Linked DNA regions of Mus musculus: all the other regions are linked to region 3. Evidence: chromatin contacts called from public HiCAR-type, HiChIP or PLAC-seq, capture Hi-C and promoter capture Hi-C data. All regions are on one chromosome and are shown on one strand. Each heading gives the region's core, a stretch centred on a gene start, on an enhancer-like site or on the middle of the called end of the contact. The rest is flanking DNA. Distances are from core to core; before and after follow the strand shown.

Region 1 (2,700 bases), core at 78-2,577, 2.6 Mb after region 3:
AGTGGAAGTGTACAGAGAAGGACCCCTGATACTGAACCTCTGTCCTCAACAAAGATGTTCACAACATGCATACATGCATACATCTCTCTCTCACACACACACACACAATCAAAAGAAAGCCAGTCATCTTATGGTCACTCCTGTATTGACTGCCCAGTATTCTAGGAGACTAATCATTATTGGTAGGATGATGTGTCAGTCATTCTTAAGTAGGTTCATCACTATGCACAAAACTTGTAAAGCAGGCGTTCAAAGAAGGGCTGTGCAAAGATGTGAGCTTTGCAGTTAACAAGTCTGAAGGGAGACATGAGGTCCACTAGGACAACGCAAGGGAAAACACTGAGCTAATTATTAAAGGGGGGGGGTGGGGTGGATCTAGCCTGCCGTTAAAGACTTCTCTCCCAAGATGGCATATATGATGTTTGAAAGCAGAAGAAAACGAATAGTCTTTCCCATTGGCGTTACACCTTAGGGCTTAAAAAGCATAATTTCGCAGGCACTTCGTGAGCAATCAATGTGCACCAGGAGTTACTGTTCTGAGACCTAGACAGAAATGAGCAACCATAAGCAGTTCAGTCAGGGCTTAGATTTCAGTAGGTTCCATGTGCTAAGGCTTGTGGAAATATGGAAGATGAAGCAGACTATTCCTCCCGGGACTGTGAAAGCAAAGAATCACCAAAAAGGTAACCTCTGAAGTAGGCTTTGAAGGATGCCAGAGATGGCCCACCAGGTCCTGGTTCAAAGTGTCACCATCCTGTTCTCGGGGAAGAGAAAGTCTCTTGAGTTTACAGCTCGTATATTTATTATAGGAGCTGACTCCTATATAAACTCCGAGGCAAGCAGTCTCCCCAGCAATCCTCTCCATTTCACTGGAGAAAGTGTGATTCACAAAGCAAAAGGGTGTCAAGGGAGGTTCCAGTTCCTGAACCCAGACGGGCCGAGGTGACACCGCTACTCAGAATGCGAAGGCTGAGCGGTGGAACGCGCCGAGGGTCTGTCTAGACCCGGAAGTTGGGAAGCGGCCTGAGAAGAGCCCGACCCCTGCAGCCACCGCGCCAGTCTCTCAGCCCAGCGCTCGGGTCCCGTTCCTCAATCACTCACCCGCCGCTTGGCGAGAGGAAGTCGGTGTCATCCTCGTCTCCGGCACCGAACATCACGTCGGCTTTCGCCCAGCTGAAGGGAGGAGGAAGTTGGATGTTCCCAGGGCCTGTCACCGCCGGTAACGTAAAACGCCGTGGCGGCGAGCTGCTTTCCGGCAGGACAAACTCTCTCAGGGTAGTGAGGCCCAGAGGAGACCCAGCGGTGGAGGAGGTGGAGCAAAGGCAAATGAGGAGGTGAGCTCCCAGTGACGCAAGGCCTCACCAGCCCTCCGAGGAGGTGGAGTTCCTAGGTTCTGAGCGGTGATTGGTGGGATCACCCAGGGGGCGGGTCCAGGGCGGGAATCCGCGGCCTTTACTGCGGTCGTGGGACACGTCGAGCCGGGCAGTAGTGGCGGGGGCTTGGTAGAAGTCCGTACCGGACTAGGGGATCCAGTTCTGAGAGGAAGACTAAGGCGGCGGGGCTTACCCTGTGAAGGTAAGGTCACTCCCCTCCTTTTCCCAAACCCGGCGTGTTCGCTGTCCTTTTCCCTCCCGAACCCTGGACCCCCCGCAGCTCCCTTAAGCTGGGCGGAAGGAGAAAGAGCCCCGGACTAGAAGTCATGGGATCTGAGCCGAACAGTGGCAGGGATCTTACAGCGACATTGCTGTTATGACCTTAGGGCAGGGTGCTCGGTGCCTCAGTTTCCCCATCTACGCAAAGGACCGCGTGTCCAGTGTCTCCATATGCGCTTTTTCAAGGTTTTAAATCTCTGAAATCATCGAGTCTGATCCGGGTCTCTTCGTAATAAACTGATCTGCAGGCAAGAAGACAGAAGAACTAGCCACTTGGGTGACTAGTCCGAGGTCACACAGAGTGAAGAGCAGACCTGGTCCTTTGTATCAGGGTTTAGAGAGCTGATGAGTGAGGAAGCCTGGCCCTTAACTAGACTGTGTGGCATAGGACTTGGGAAAGGACCCTGTTTCTAAAGTCCAGATAAGAGAGGTCCAGAAGAGCTGGGATATTCGGGAGGGTGGATGATGGACGAGACTTTGAAGGTAGAAAGTCCTCAATCCAGTTTTGCTGAGCTGAGTTTTGTTGCCAAGGTTTTAAGTCAACATTGGTTGTCGCTGACTTTTCTGCCTCCAGTTTTCGCCCACTCTGTTGCATGTCTTTCTTCTATATTTCTTTGGTTAGCCTGTTTTGTTTTTGTTTTTGGGTTTTTTTTTTTTTTTTTTTGAACGATCTTGCTTAGCCACGCTGTGGCTAAGCAGATAGTGTGTCCCAGTGTCCATTTCCACAGTTCTCATTGGAGTTCTTTCTGGTTTTCTTCCCAGTCAGGTTGATCCTGTAAGTGTCCCTTTCCGGAATGTTTTAGTCTCTTCTGATGATACTAAAGAGATTGGAAGCTCTCTCCCAGAGAACTTTGTACCTCTTGGCACTTCCCCTGTGGGGCTTTTTATTACAGTTTTTGAACTACTAACTTGTAAGTCTTCTTGCCCACAGTGGATTCTCATTAATTTTTTATTAGATTGAATAATATAACTTAGCTTTGTTCCCTTGTTCCTTAATTTACTCTCGGTTTTTTTTTTCCCCCGTGCGACCCAAAGAGCCAAGCAGTGG
Region 2 (2,700 bases), core at 91-2,590, 2.7 Mb after region 3:
TGTGGTACATACACTTCCAAAGTATTCAAATATTCTCTCTCTAAATAAATAAATGTGATAAAAATTGTCATAAGTGTTTTTCCTTTTGCTGTTAGCACTGAGCAGCTGCTGTGTGCCTGACACTGTTCATAACTTTTCTTTTTTGCTTTGTTTTGTTTTAAGACTATCTCCCTCTGTAGCTCTGGCTGTCCTGGTGGCCTGGAACTCGCTATGTAAAACCAGGCTGCCTCTAACTCACAGAAATCCATCAGCTTCTGCCTCTTTTTTTTTTTAAAGACTTATTTATTATATGTAAGTTCACTGTAGCTGTCTTCAGACACACCAGACGAGGGTGTCAGATCTCATTACAGATGGTTGTGAGCCACCATGTAGTTGCTAGGATTTGAACTTGGGACCTTCGGAAGAGCAGTCAGTGCTCTTAACCGCTGAGCCATCTCTCCAGCCCAGCTACTGGCTCTTGAGTGCTTGGATTAAAGGCACATGCCACCACTCACAGCTTGGTTTTTTGTGTTTTGTTTGTTTGTTTGTTTGTTTTATTTGTTTGTTTTGTTTTTTTAATGTGTCTTTGAGACAAAGTCTTACGTAACCCAGCTGGCCTCGAACCTTATATGTTTGAGGATGACCTTGAACTCCTGATCTTCCCACTTCTATCTCCCAAGTGTTGGGATTACAGATTTGTGTCACCATAACTGACTCATTTCATGTGCTTTCATTTATATACTCCTCAACCCAAGTATGAGAGTGAGATCGCCTCAACCCCCTTTAACAGTCAAGCACAGCTGAGAAATGAGCCTGTATTTAAGACACATGCCTAAAGCTGCCCCTCAAACACGCTGTTAATGCATTTAGCAAAAAATCTGACACTTCGTAACTGCTTACTAAAGATTCGTATAGGCACTAGAATGTCAGTTGTTTTTTTTTTTGTTTTTTGTTTTTTTTAAATCAAACACATCACGTATCTTGAGGTATTTCTTTTCTTTTTAAGATTTATCCATTTATTTAATGTATGTAAATACACTGTAGCTATCTTCAGACACACCAGAAGAGGGCATCAGATTTCGTTACGGGTGGTTGTGCGCCACCATGTGGTTGCTGGGATTTGAACTCGGGACCTCCGGAAGAGCAGTCGGCGCTCTTAACCGCTGAGCCATCTCTCCAGCTCCCAGCTGTTTGTTTTTAAAACTCTGACACAACACAACTTAATCCTATAAAGAACCACAGCCTACAGATGCAGGCGGAACCAGTGTGGTGTGGGTCAGCGCGCGGGCGCAGCCTGGGAGGGGCGAAGCCAGAGAGGGCGGGGCCTGGAAGGGCCACGCCCTCGGTACCTGCGACAGGTGGAGCGCGCGGCCTCCGGCTCTCGGCCATGTCCGCGGATGTCTCCGGGACGGAGTCCGGGTCCGAGTCCGGGCCGGAGCCGGAGCCGGGACCGGAGCCCGGACCGGAGTCCCGACCGGAGTCCCGGCCGAAGCCGGGACCGGGACCGGAGCCCAGACCCGAGTCCGGGCCGGAGCCGGGGCCGCGATCCGGACTGAGGAGGGGACCGAAGCAGGGGTCCGAGCGGAGCCAGTTGTGCCCCGAGCACTTCGAGCCTCTGAGCTGGTTCTGCCTCTCGGAGCGACGGCCGGTATGCGCCACCTGCGCCGGGTTTGGCGGCCGCTGTCACCGGCACCGCATCCGTCGAGCGGAGGAGCACGCGGAGGAGCTGAGAGTAAGCGGGCGTGGGGCCGGGAACTTTCTTGGGGCGGGGGAACTGGCAGGGACCAGGGACCGGGGTGGGTGGGTGGGGGATAGTGGCTTTTCTGTGGCTTCCCTTGCAGAAGGAGGTGGTTAAAGGTGTGACCTCTGGAGTAAACTGGATCGGAGTTTGAATCCTGCCCCCTCCCTGTGAGTCACTGATCCAAGCTTGGTGTCTCTCACCAGTAGTTTCTAGGCATTCATAACACCACGTGATTGTTATAGCTGACCTCGTAAAAACTTAGTCCCCCCCTAACCTCTTGACTTAGAGTCACCCTCTCCCCCCTTTCAGGTTTCCTGGTGAGGGATCCAGTTCCCTTCCAACCTGGCCAGACTGTAATTGAAGTGATGGATAGGGTGGAAGAATAGCAGGGCACTCTATCTCCTAAGGTCTCCTCATCTCTTGGTTCAGTGTGGCTCTAGGCTGGTCATTTTCCAGTTACACCCTGATCCTTTTCCCTGAGCTGCTGAGATTGGAGGCCAAGTCACCTTGGTGCAGCCGTCGTCTTCCTTTCATTTTAGCTGAGGCCCCTGGGGAACTCCTTGCAATTTGATTAAATGGCTTAATTCTCCCAACCCCACCCTGGCACCGAGCCCTGCTGTGCACTGAGAGCTGTCGCTGGGGACATCACCTACTCAAACCAGATTGTAATAAACACACCTCCCTGGAAACTGGGGCCGGTGGAGTTCAGTTACTCAGGGATGGTGAAAATAGACTTGAGAAAAGTTGATATAAATCAGCTTGCATCATGGGTAAGGCTTTTACAAATTCCTAAGGACTTAGATACTTATCATCGAGTTCCATCCAGGCTGAAGCGTGGGTTCTAACTAAGGTTTTTCAGACGAGGAAAAGGGCCCACAGGAGGATGGTAACTCTTAATAGTCAGGGTTTAAGAGGGGGAGATTCATTGACCGGGCAAGAGGAAACCACTTTTTGATCTCAGTGGTTATGAAGAGGAAGTG
Region 3 (2,700 bases), core at 62-2,561:
CAACATTTAGCATAACTTTTAATTTACATCATCAAGATGTATTTACCAAATATATCAACCTTTTGTAAAGTATCCACATAATCAGTGCTAGGAAGAAAAATAAAATTCTATAAAAAGCACTCTCCGTTCATTTAAAAAACAAATTCCAGCATTTGCTGTGCTGGTGAAAGAAAGAAGGAAAGAAAGAACCAACCAACCTAACAAGTATCTACTCTGCGCCATATATTGTGTAAGATGTGTCCCCAAAAATGTTTTTTAATGAGCATTTTTATGTACGTGGAGGCCAACAGTCACAAAACTAGTAAGGAAACCTGGACTCCTGGTTCCTTTGTGTGTGTGGTGCATGTGTGAGCAGGGCAGGAAAAGGCATCAGATGCCTTGTGCTATCACTCTCTACCTTCTTCCCTTGAAAACAGGGTCTCTCACTGAGCCCGGAGCTAGGCTGCCACCCTCACCGATCCTCCGTCTCTGCCTTCCCTCAGCTCTGGGGTGCAGGTGTCTGTCTTCGGCCATGGATGCCGGGAGATTCCAACACAGACCCTAATGCTTGGGCAAGTGCTCTTACCGGCTGAGCCACCTCTCCAACCCCAAGCCTGCTCATCTCTAAGTTTAGAAATAAAAGTTTTGCATTTGGCCACGCCGGAATCACAAGACAAACTCCTCGACCCTTGAGTTTCATTCAAGTAATCACACGGGATTGGGGATGGAGGGGGCGGGGGAAGGAAAACTAATTTAACAAATGTGCTCTTTAAAAACGTGACCGCGCATAGCGGTAATTCCAGCCCTCTGGAAGATGAGGCAGAAGAACCCCGAGTACCCGGCCAACCAGGGCTACACAGCCCGACCCTGACTCAAAACAAAACAAGGCGCGAACGGGATTGCGGAAGTAGAGAACTATTGTTGAGCGAAGACACGAGCTCTAAGCAGATGCCGGGTGGAAAGGACTCGCGTCTCCCACGGCTGGGGCTGGAGCACGGCATGGGCGAAGCCGAGCTCGTACCGAAGGCTATCAAGGCCACCCTGAGAAAGGGTCAGGGTGACCCAGGAGTCCCCGCCCGCGCGCGGGGTGGGCGAAACCCAACGGGAAGTGAGAAACCCTCGCACACTATGCCGCGCGAGGCCGCTGCCCCGTGGCCAGCGTTCGGGCCACCCTTCTCTTGGCGTCACCAGTCCTTTTTACTTACCCGGAATGCGAGGAGCCTGGAGAAAGCTCGCTGTCCGGTCGCAGCCGTGCAGGGGGGCGCGCCCACGCAGAACCCGGCGAGAGTGCAGCAATGCACCGCGCTACAACCTTCCCGCCGGCACCAACTTCCGCCTCCTGACTGACGGGCCCCCTGGAAGCGGAAGTCCCGCCTATCGACTGGACGCAACGGACGCTACCCCAAGTGATTCGTAGTTTAAGCGTTTCTTCGGCCGGAAAGGGTTTCCCTTCCGAAGAATGACAGTCGAAGAGGCTCACGGGAGATGCAGGCCGTACAATTGGGGGCGGAGCCAAACGCTGATTGGCAGGAATAGAGCAGGGTCCCTAGCACCTAAATTGATTCTTTTTTTTTCCCCTTCAGGTTTGCAGGAGATTAGCTGTCTGTCTGTCTGTCTGTCTGTCTGTCTGTCTGTCTGTCTGTCAGGATTTATTTAACCCTGATGTTAATCCACTTCAGTAGAGCTTCAGAGGGAGGTTGAGCACACTTTCAGGTTTTAACAACCATCCCAGGAATATTTTTGTTGTTTACCGTCTGAGTCAATAATTATACACAAGGTGAGCACTAAATAGGTACAAGTTTTCACTAGTGTGCATAATCTGAATTTTAAAAATGAAAGTGTCGGCTGAGAGCAGTGAGGCATGCTTTTGATCCCAGCACTCTTGGAGGCAGAGACGGATCTCGGATCTCTCGAAGTTTGAGGCCATCCAGGTCTGCATAGCAAACTCCAGGACAGTCAGGATTACACAGAGAAACCCCCGACTCAAAAGCAAACAAACAAAAGAGTGAACGCCACACCAAGATGCTACTGGAAGTTACCCTATGCTGCATAGCCTCACGCTAAATCCAGACGTTTACCTTAAGACGTAAAAGCGTTTGCCAGGCGGTGGTGGCGTGGGGGGGGGGGGGGGGGGGCAGAGCCAGGCATAGCTCTATGAATTCAAGGCCAACCTTCAAAGCGAGTTCCAGGACAGCCAGGGCTACCCAGAGAAACCCTATTTGCAAACAAACAAACAAATAAACAGAAATGCAAAAGACATAAATATGTTTTAAGGTGTATTTGTTCTGTGATTATCAACCACTCTCCACAACTTGCACCTGTGCTCTTAATTAATATTTGGGATGTTGGAGATGTAGCTAAATTGGTAGAGTCCTTGTCTAGGACACAGGAGGCCCTGAATTTGATACCTCACACCACATAAAATTGGGCATGGTAGTGTATACTTCTTAATCCAGCCTTGGGAATTTAGTGGGAAGAGGATCTTTTGTCCAAGGTATGTAGCTTGAACAAGGAACATAGCAAGTTTAAGGTCAGTATTGACTACTTAAACCTTATTTCTAAAATAATAATTGATGTTTGCTAATGTTTACAATGCACAGTCCAGGACTGAAACAGTAAGTTCAATACCAAAGATTTACTTAGTTCACAGAAAAAAAAAATTGTTGCATGTTTTCCACGTGCTAGGTGCTTGCTCTACATTAGTTTATGCCTTCCTGTGAT
Region 4 (2,700 bases), core at 2-2,501, 2.6 Mb after region 3:
AAGACAGCTAGTGTACTTACATATAATAAATAATTTAAAAAAAAAAAAAAAAACAAAGTTACACTTAGACCACTAAAATAAAAAGCTAAATGATAGTGATCTACATGAAAGTTTTGCTATAGTGTGCATTCATAGAAATTATTATTGCGTGCATCCAGAACGAAACAAAACACTACAATGTATAGGAAACATTTACACTTCTCTCAGGAGGCTTAGCACAGCAAGGGGTGATCTAATCAAAACACTGGCCCGTGACATTTCAAAACTGCTTTATTCTATCAGATACTACTTTCTACCAGATCCTTACGTAGAGAAATGGAAGTCAGCTCCAAGGGGGAAAGGAAGAAACACTTAGAAAAACAACAACAACAACAATAATTCCCTACTTGCGAGGGAACTTTCTGAAAGCCTCACCACTAGAGAGCAATAATGAGTACGAGTTAAAAGCGCGGCTCGGCGGCTCGCGACCTGCCACGTTACTAATTCTACTACTACGGCTCCAGAACGACCTTTTCTCACCAGAATGTTTTTTGGTTTTTTTCGGGCTTGTACTCTTGTCCGTGACTGAGATGACTAAAACAGAATAAGCTCGTTGCGCGTAACTCGGCATTAGTAAGTCCTCGAAAAGGAAGTGCTCTTCTAATTGGAGTTGTTCGGGGCAGGGCCTTGAGTGTGGAAGTGAGTCTGTTCAGCTCGGCAAACGCGCATATTTTTGTAACCCCCACAACTTTCATGTAAGGATTTTTTTTTTAAAAAAAACCTTATCTCTGATGGCCTAACATTCATTGGAGCTACTACTGCTGATATGCTCTTTATCTGGAGCCTTCATGGACCCTTTATTTCAAAGAACACAGACAAAGAATAGGCTGTAGACAAGTAAACCCACAACAAACTAGGCCGCAGCTCCTCCACCACATCTCTATTTTAGCCTTAGAAGGTCTTAGAGTTTAATATCTTCTTGAAGCCCAAACTGATTACGTAGCCACCGAGTTACGAGGGGCCCCCGAAGGACTTCCGTCGTGGACAACAGTCCTCTTTCCCAGCTCCAAGGCTGCAGAAGTCTAGGGAGAGATTTCCATGGCAACACAGGCCTCAGCTTCGAAATGGCGGAAGGCCTCCCGAAGGATAACAGAGACCCTCGTTTTGTTCCAGATTATGGTTGCGATCCGCAAACCTACCTCTTTTCAGGCCTCTGCAGTTCCCCAGAACCTCAACTCCCACCATGACTCCATTGCTGCGCAGCCCAAACTACACCTCCCAGGCTGCTCTGCGCCTCTCTTCCCATGCTCCTCTTCTCCCGCGAGGTTGTGTAGCTCTGTAAGGCCACGCCCCTCGACTCCAGCCGACCTTTGGCAACTACCATTCCCAAGATACTTCGCACGTAGTACGTTTCTGATACGTTTCCGGCCAGTGACGCACTTCCACTTTGCTAGGCGCGCGGTTCCCGGTCTGAAAAGTAGAACGCGGATTTGGCTAGGGCCTCGCGTCTCCGCCGCCCGGCATGGCCTCCTCACGAGCCTCCTCCACGGTACGGAGCTCTGGATCTAAGCTCAGGCCTGCCCTAGAGAGGCCGGGGGTTCCCGTGGGAAAGGGCCGTTACCTTACGGGTCTGGGCCGAGGAGGAGGAAAGCTGAGGGACCCTAGTGTGGACCTTAGTAGCCTTTTCCTGATGTCTTCGTGTGCTGCAGCTCTCTTTGCACTGCTCTTACTTAAGTCCTGAGCAGAGACCACTCTTTCTGGCTGCTCCAAAACACGGTGCTTTGGAATCGGGTTGTGTCCTGACTTAAGCTGTCCGACTCGTACTTACTATGATGAGGCTTCCCAACTTGTAATCGGCTCTGAAAGTATTTGAAATGTGTATTCCAGTCACATCGTGACTTGGTGCACCTAGAGCCACCCTGATTGTTTAGGTTGTTTTTAGTGTCTGCCCAGCAGTGAGAAGTTATTTTCGTAAAACCGGAGATTGCTTTTCCAGTCGATTAAAGTAACGGGCCCCAAAACAACCAAGACACTTCAGGCAGAAATTGATTGGTCGTATTTGTGTGCCAAACTTAACAAGAGCCTTAACTCGCACAAAGTCAGTTTCGACTTTCTCCTCTAGTTTTGAGAGGAAAGAAGATGAAAGTGCAGCGTTAGCTTCATTCTTTTGGGAAGCATGGTTTGCTGGAACTAAACCTTAGTCCGGGTCTTTGATTTAACAGACAACCAAAACCAAAGCGCCTGACGATTTAGTTGCTCCCGTTGTGAAGAAACCACACATCTACTATGGAAGCTTGGAAGAGAAAGAGCGGGAACGCCTGGCCAAAGGAGAGTCTGGGATTTTGGGAAAAGAAGGACTCAAAGCCGGCATTGAAGCAGGAAATATTAATATAACATCCGGTAAGATGCAAATTGCAGGTCATTACCCCCACACACACACCCTTTTTTAAACAGTGCTGGGAATCCAACCCGGGTTTTTTTTTTTTTTTTTTTGCATGCTAGGCAACTGTTCTGCCACTGAGCCATACATTTCCATCTCCCCCCACCCCCCACAGTCTCTTACCTTTGACCTCAAACTCCTCCTGCCTCCTTCCTGGTCGCCACCATGTACTTTTGATGATTCAATATTCTGATGAACACCTTCCCAAACCACATAGTATTAGGTTTATAGGCCAAAACCTTCTATTGGTCTGGGGAGCTAGTTCAGGTGCCAAAAGCTTT
Region 5 (2,700 bases), core at 84-2,583, 2.5 Mb after region 3:
CCTAGCCCATTAGCCACTGAGGTTAGATAGATTTTTACCCTCCTGTGAGTCCTGCAGATATGTTTTCTCTGAGGCTGTACAACTCCCCTTAGCTTTGGCCAAACTCTGTGTGACCCTGAGCTTAACCTTTTGCAGGTGGCTCTCTCACAGGGTGGAAATATTTGCTGTTAATCATGACAATGGCTTCCATTTATCACACAAGGCTCCACTGCCAGGTTTAATGCTGAGAATTCAACCTGTGTTTTCATCTAAGTCTTTCAACACCTATGTGACATAGACTCTAGTATATATTTATTTTTAAATCTGATCAGGAAGCTGAGCCTTAGATGTATAAAGCTGTTTATCTGAGGCCTCATGGCTAATACTCCAGAACTCAGGATTTGAGCTGAGATGTCCGACTCCAGTCTCAGTGTCTCAGCTAACCCTTGGTCAGAGTTCTTTGAGGGGAACATATGGGCAGATTGGTTGGCAAAGGATTGCCAAGTGTGTTTAAGAACGTATATGAAAGATTCTTGATGTTAGGGAAAGAATTAATGTTAAAAGTTTGATATATATTCCTGATAAAATTAAATCAGTGAGATGAAAAGACAATACACACACACACACACCAAAAAAAAAAAAAAAAAAAAAAAAAAAAAAAAAAAAAGCAATGGAAATACTAACGAGAGAAAAAGTTTATCAACCTAGTAAGAAAACAAATACAGCCTAGTGCGTGTGAGGGAGAATGAGAAAAAAGCAGTCCGTAAGCCGAAAGCAGCCCTGGGGTGTAATGGAATCTGAGCCCCGACCTTGGACTTCGGGACTGTGAGAAACAAATGTCCATGGTTTATAAGCCCGCAGTCTATTATAGTTTGTTAATGTAGCCCAAATAAACTAAGATTTTTTAAATTACCTACAAGGAAGATGAAAACCTTGTGCAATATAGAAACGTAATCATTGTGAGAATGTACACAGAAAGAAAATTACAACTGTGCACTGCTGTGTGCTCATCAGATTGTAGAAGATAAAGTGGCGACAGGGAGCGTCTAGGGCGTAGTTGATTTAATGCACTCCTAATTTGTTGTTTTTGTGTTCCTGGGATGAACCTTTTAATTTTGCACTCAACATGTGTTAAGCTTAACGAGATATCTGATCAAAAAGTAATAAACATTTTCATGCTAATTGCCAAGGCAAGGTCAATTACAGGTTGCCTGGGCCGCTGGGGATTTCGGAGATGTCGCACAACTCAGGGGTTGTGCGCGTGGGTCCCCCGCGGTTGGCGTGGCCTGGGCCGTGAGGTGGCGCGCGAGTGAGGACCACAACTCCCAGGCGCCCGCGCGCCACCTCACCGGGCCACGTGACTCGCGTGGCCAGGGCGCGGTAGCAGCCGCAATCCTAGTCGAGTCCCAAGTAGAGTCCTGAGTAGAGTCCCGGGCTGAGTCCCGAGCAGCGAGCGGACAGACGCGACCCGGGCGGCCGTCTAGTGTGCTCACCATGCCGGTGAGTCTGCGCTGTGCAGCGGAGGGGACGAAGGTGGACGGGCTGGGCGGTACCCTGGAGATCCTCGCAGCTCTCGACCCCGGGGTGGGGTGGGGGGGAATGTGTCATCGCCGCTGTCACAGCAGGAGTAGGGCTGGGGAGCGCGGCAGGAAAAGCTAGCTGTGGCTCTGGAAGTTTGTCCCTCTCTGTTAGGTAGGAGTCAGTCACTACAGCCAGGCCAGCCCCAGCTGGGACGCTGCAGGTGGGTTGGAGAGCAAGGACAGCTGTCCGCGGTCCCTTCCCGGGCTCTAACCAGATTTAGGGCATTCCGGAAAGGTTTCCTCCAAGGGTGGTCCCGCAGGGTTCAGCCCCTGAGTACACTCCCCCCGCCCACCCCCACCCCCACCCCCACCCCCGGCTCGGCCTGTCCTGGGCAGGTTCCTGGAACTGTTTCTTTAACATGGACCCAGTTACTCCCCCACCTCCCAATCTTTCCTATGAATCCGAAAGTAGGGCTTTCAACAGACGTGTTTTCCTGGTGAGGTTCCTCTTAGACAGAGAATGACAGCTTGCAAGACTCTGCTCTCTGAGGAAATCCTCTGTTTCTTCATGTCACAAAGGTGTCTGAATGTACGACAGGAAGTCTAGCCAGGCTGTTTGGTGGAGAGGCGTCCCACCTCCTGCAGATCCATTAGTACAGGAAATGGATGGGAAACCCTTAACAAAGGTCTCCAGGCAGTCAGCAGCACCACACAGGCCTCCATCCTTTTCTGGTGTCTGGTTAAAAACGAAGGCACTTTTCTTTAAATTTAACCACAAATAAAAGGAAAACAAAAAACAAAAAAAAAATCAAGTCTTGAGAATGGTTCTTTTCTTGGCTACGGTCCCTCCTCTGTGAGGTGCCGCCCTGCATAAAGCCTCGATAAACTGCCATAGAGGCAGATTTATCTCCAGTGGGAACTCGATAGGGTTCTGCCCTTGCATACCTCACCGCAGAACCTGCCAACTGAAAGCTGCGGTCCCTTTTCCTAAGTCTGGGTGTGCTGATTTCAAATCCTTTTCTTTAGCCAAAATACAGAAGTGAGGAAGGGCAGGGGGAACAGGAGTTTTGAACTCGGTAGGAAGTGGAATGAATCATTCCTTATGAGTGAGGACACCCTGCAGTCTGTCCTGACAGCTGCCTCCTGTTCCTGCTTCCCAACTCTCCCAGGCAGCTGCCTCTCCTCCCACAGGTGGCATTGT

Evidence for each region. Promoter capture Hi-C pulls out the DNA fragments that hold promoters and counts their contacts. HiCAR-type assays count read pairs that join an accessible place to other places. HiChIP or PLAC-seq counts read pairs in DNA pulled down with a chosen protein or histone mark. Capture Hi-C pulls out chosen DNA fragments and counts their contacts.
Region 1: a contact with region 3 is called in an H3K4me3 HiChIP or PLAC-seq map of stem cell-derived neural progenitor cells, with 14 times the contacts expected there. The contact joins the promoter of Fkbp15 here to the promoter of Inip in region 3. A contact is called at or near these places in 2 of 39 promoter capture datasets (cranial neural crest and embryonic stem cells) and 2 of 115 datasets of contacts at active chromatin or transcription factors (astrocytes and stem cell-derived neural progenitor cells).
Region 2: a contact with region 3 is called in a capture Hi-C map of embryonic stem cells, with 9 times the contacts expected there. The contact joins the promoter of Bspry here to the promoter of Inip in region 3. A contact is called at or near these places in 3 of 39 promoter capture datasets (embryonic stem cells, liver and stem cell-derived epiblast-like cells), 1 of 115 datasets of contacts at active chromatin or transcription factors (stem cell-derived neural progenitor cells) and 1 of 9 other capture datasets (embryonic stem cells).
Region 4: a HiCAR-type map of astrocytes shows a contact between it and region 3, with 2.5 times the contacts expected there. The contact joins the promoter of Cdc26 here to the promoter of Inip in region 3. A contact is called at or near these places in 5 of 39 promoter capture datasets (cranial neural crest, embryonic stem cells, frontonasal cranial neural crest and 1 more) and 1 of 115 datasets of contacts at active chromatin or transcription factors (astrocytes).
Region 5: a contact with region 3 is called in a promoter capture Hi-C map of embryonic stem cells, with 5 times the contacts expected there. The contact joins the promoter of Slc31a2 here to the promoter of Inip in region 3. A contact is called at or near these places in 1 of 39 promoter capture datasets (embryonic stem cells) and 1 of 115 datasets of contacts at active chromatin or transcription factors (astrocytes).

What each region holds. Positions count from the first base shown.
Region 1 is chr4:62,359,269-62,361,968 of GRCm38.p6, forward strand. Fkbp15 (FK506 binding protein 15) reads right to left here and starts at 1,328. Exons shown (of 28, transcript NM_001045528.2): 1 at 1,102-1,328. The coding sequence starts at 1,154. Slc31a1 (solute carrier family 31, member 1) reads left to right here and starts at 1,433. Exons shown (of 5, transcript NM_175090.4): 1 at 1,433-1,575.
Region 2 is chr4:62,478,727-62,481,426 of GRCm38.p6, forward strand. It overlaps Bspry (B-box and SPRY domain containing), which reads left to right and starts at 1,341. Exons shown (of 7, transcript NM_138653.1): 1 at 1,341-1,711. The coding sequence starts at 1,367.
Region 3 is chr4:59,782,544-59,785,243 of GRCm38.p6, forward strand. It overlaps Inip (INTS3 and NABP interacting protein), which reads right to left and starts at 1,312. Exons shown (of 5, transcript NM_001013577.1): 1 at 1,185-1,312.
Region 4 is chr4:62,407,374-62,410,073 of GRCm38.p6, forward strand. Cdc26 (cell division cycle 26) reads right to left here and starts at 1,252. Exons shown (of 4, transcript NM_139291.4): 1 at 1,179-1,252. It overlaps Prpf4 (pre-mRNA processing factor 4), which reads left to right and starts at 1,410. Exons shown (of 14, transcript NM_027297.3): 1 at 1,410-1,528; 2 at 2,202-2,379. The coding sequence starts at 1,502.
Region 5 is chr4:62,285,096-62,287,795 of GRCm38.p6, forward strand. Slc31a2 (solute carrier family 31, member 2) reads left to right here and starts at 1,334. Exons shown (of 4, transcript NM_025286.3): 1 at 1,334-1,479. The coding sequence starts at 1,474.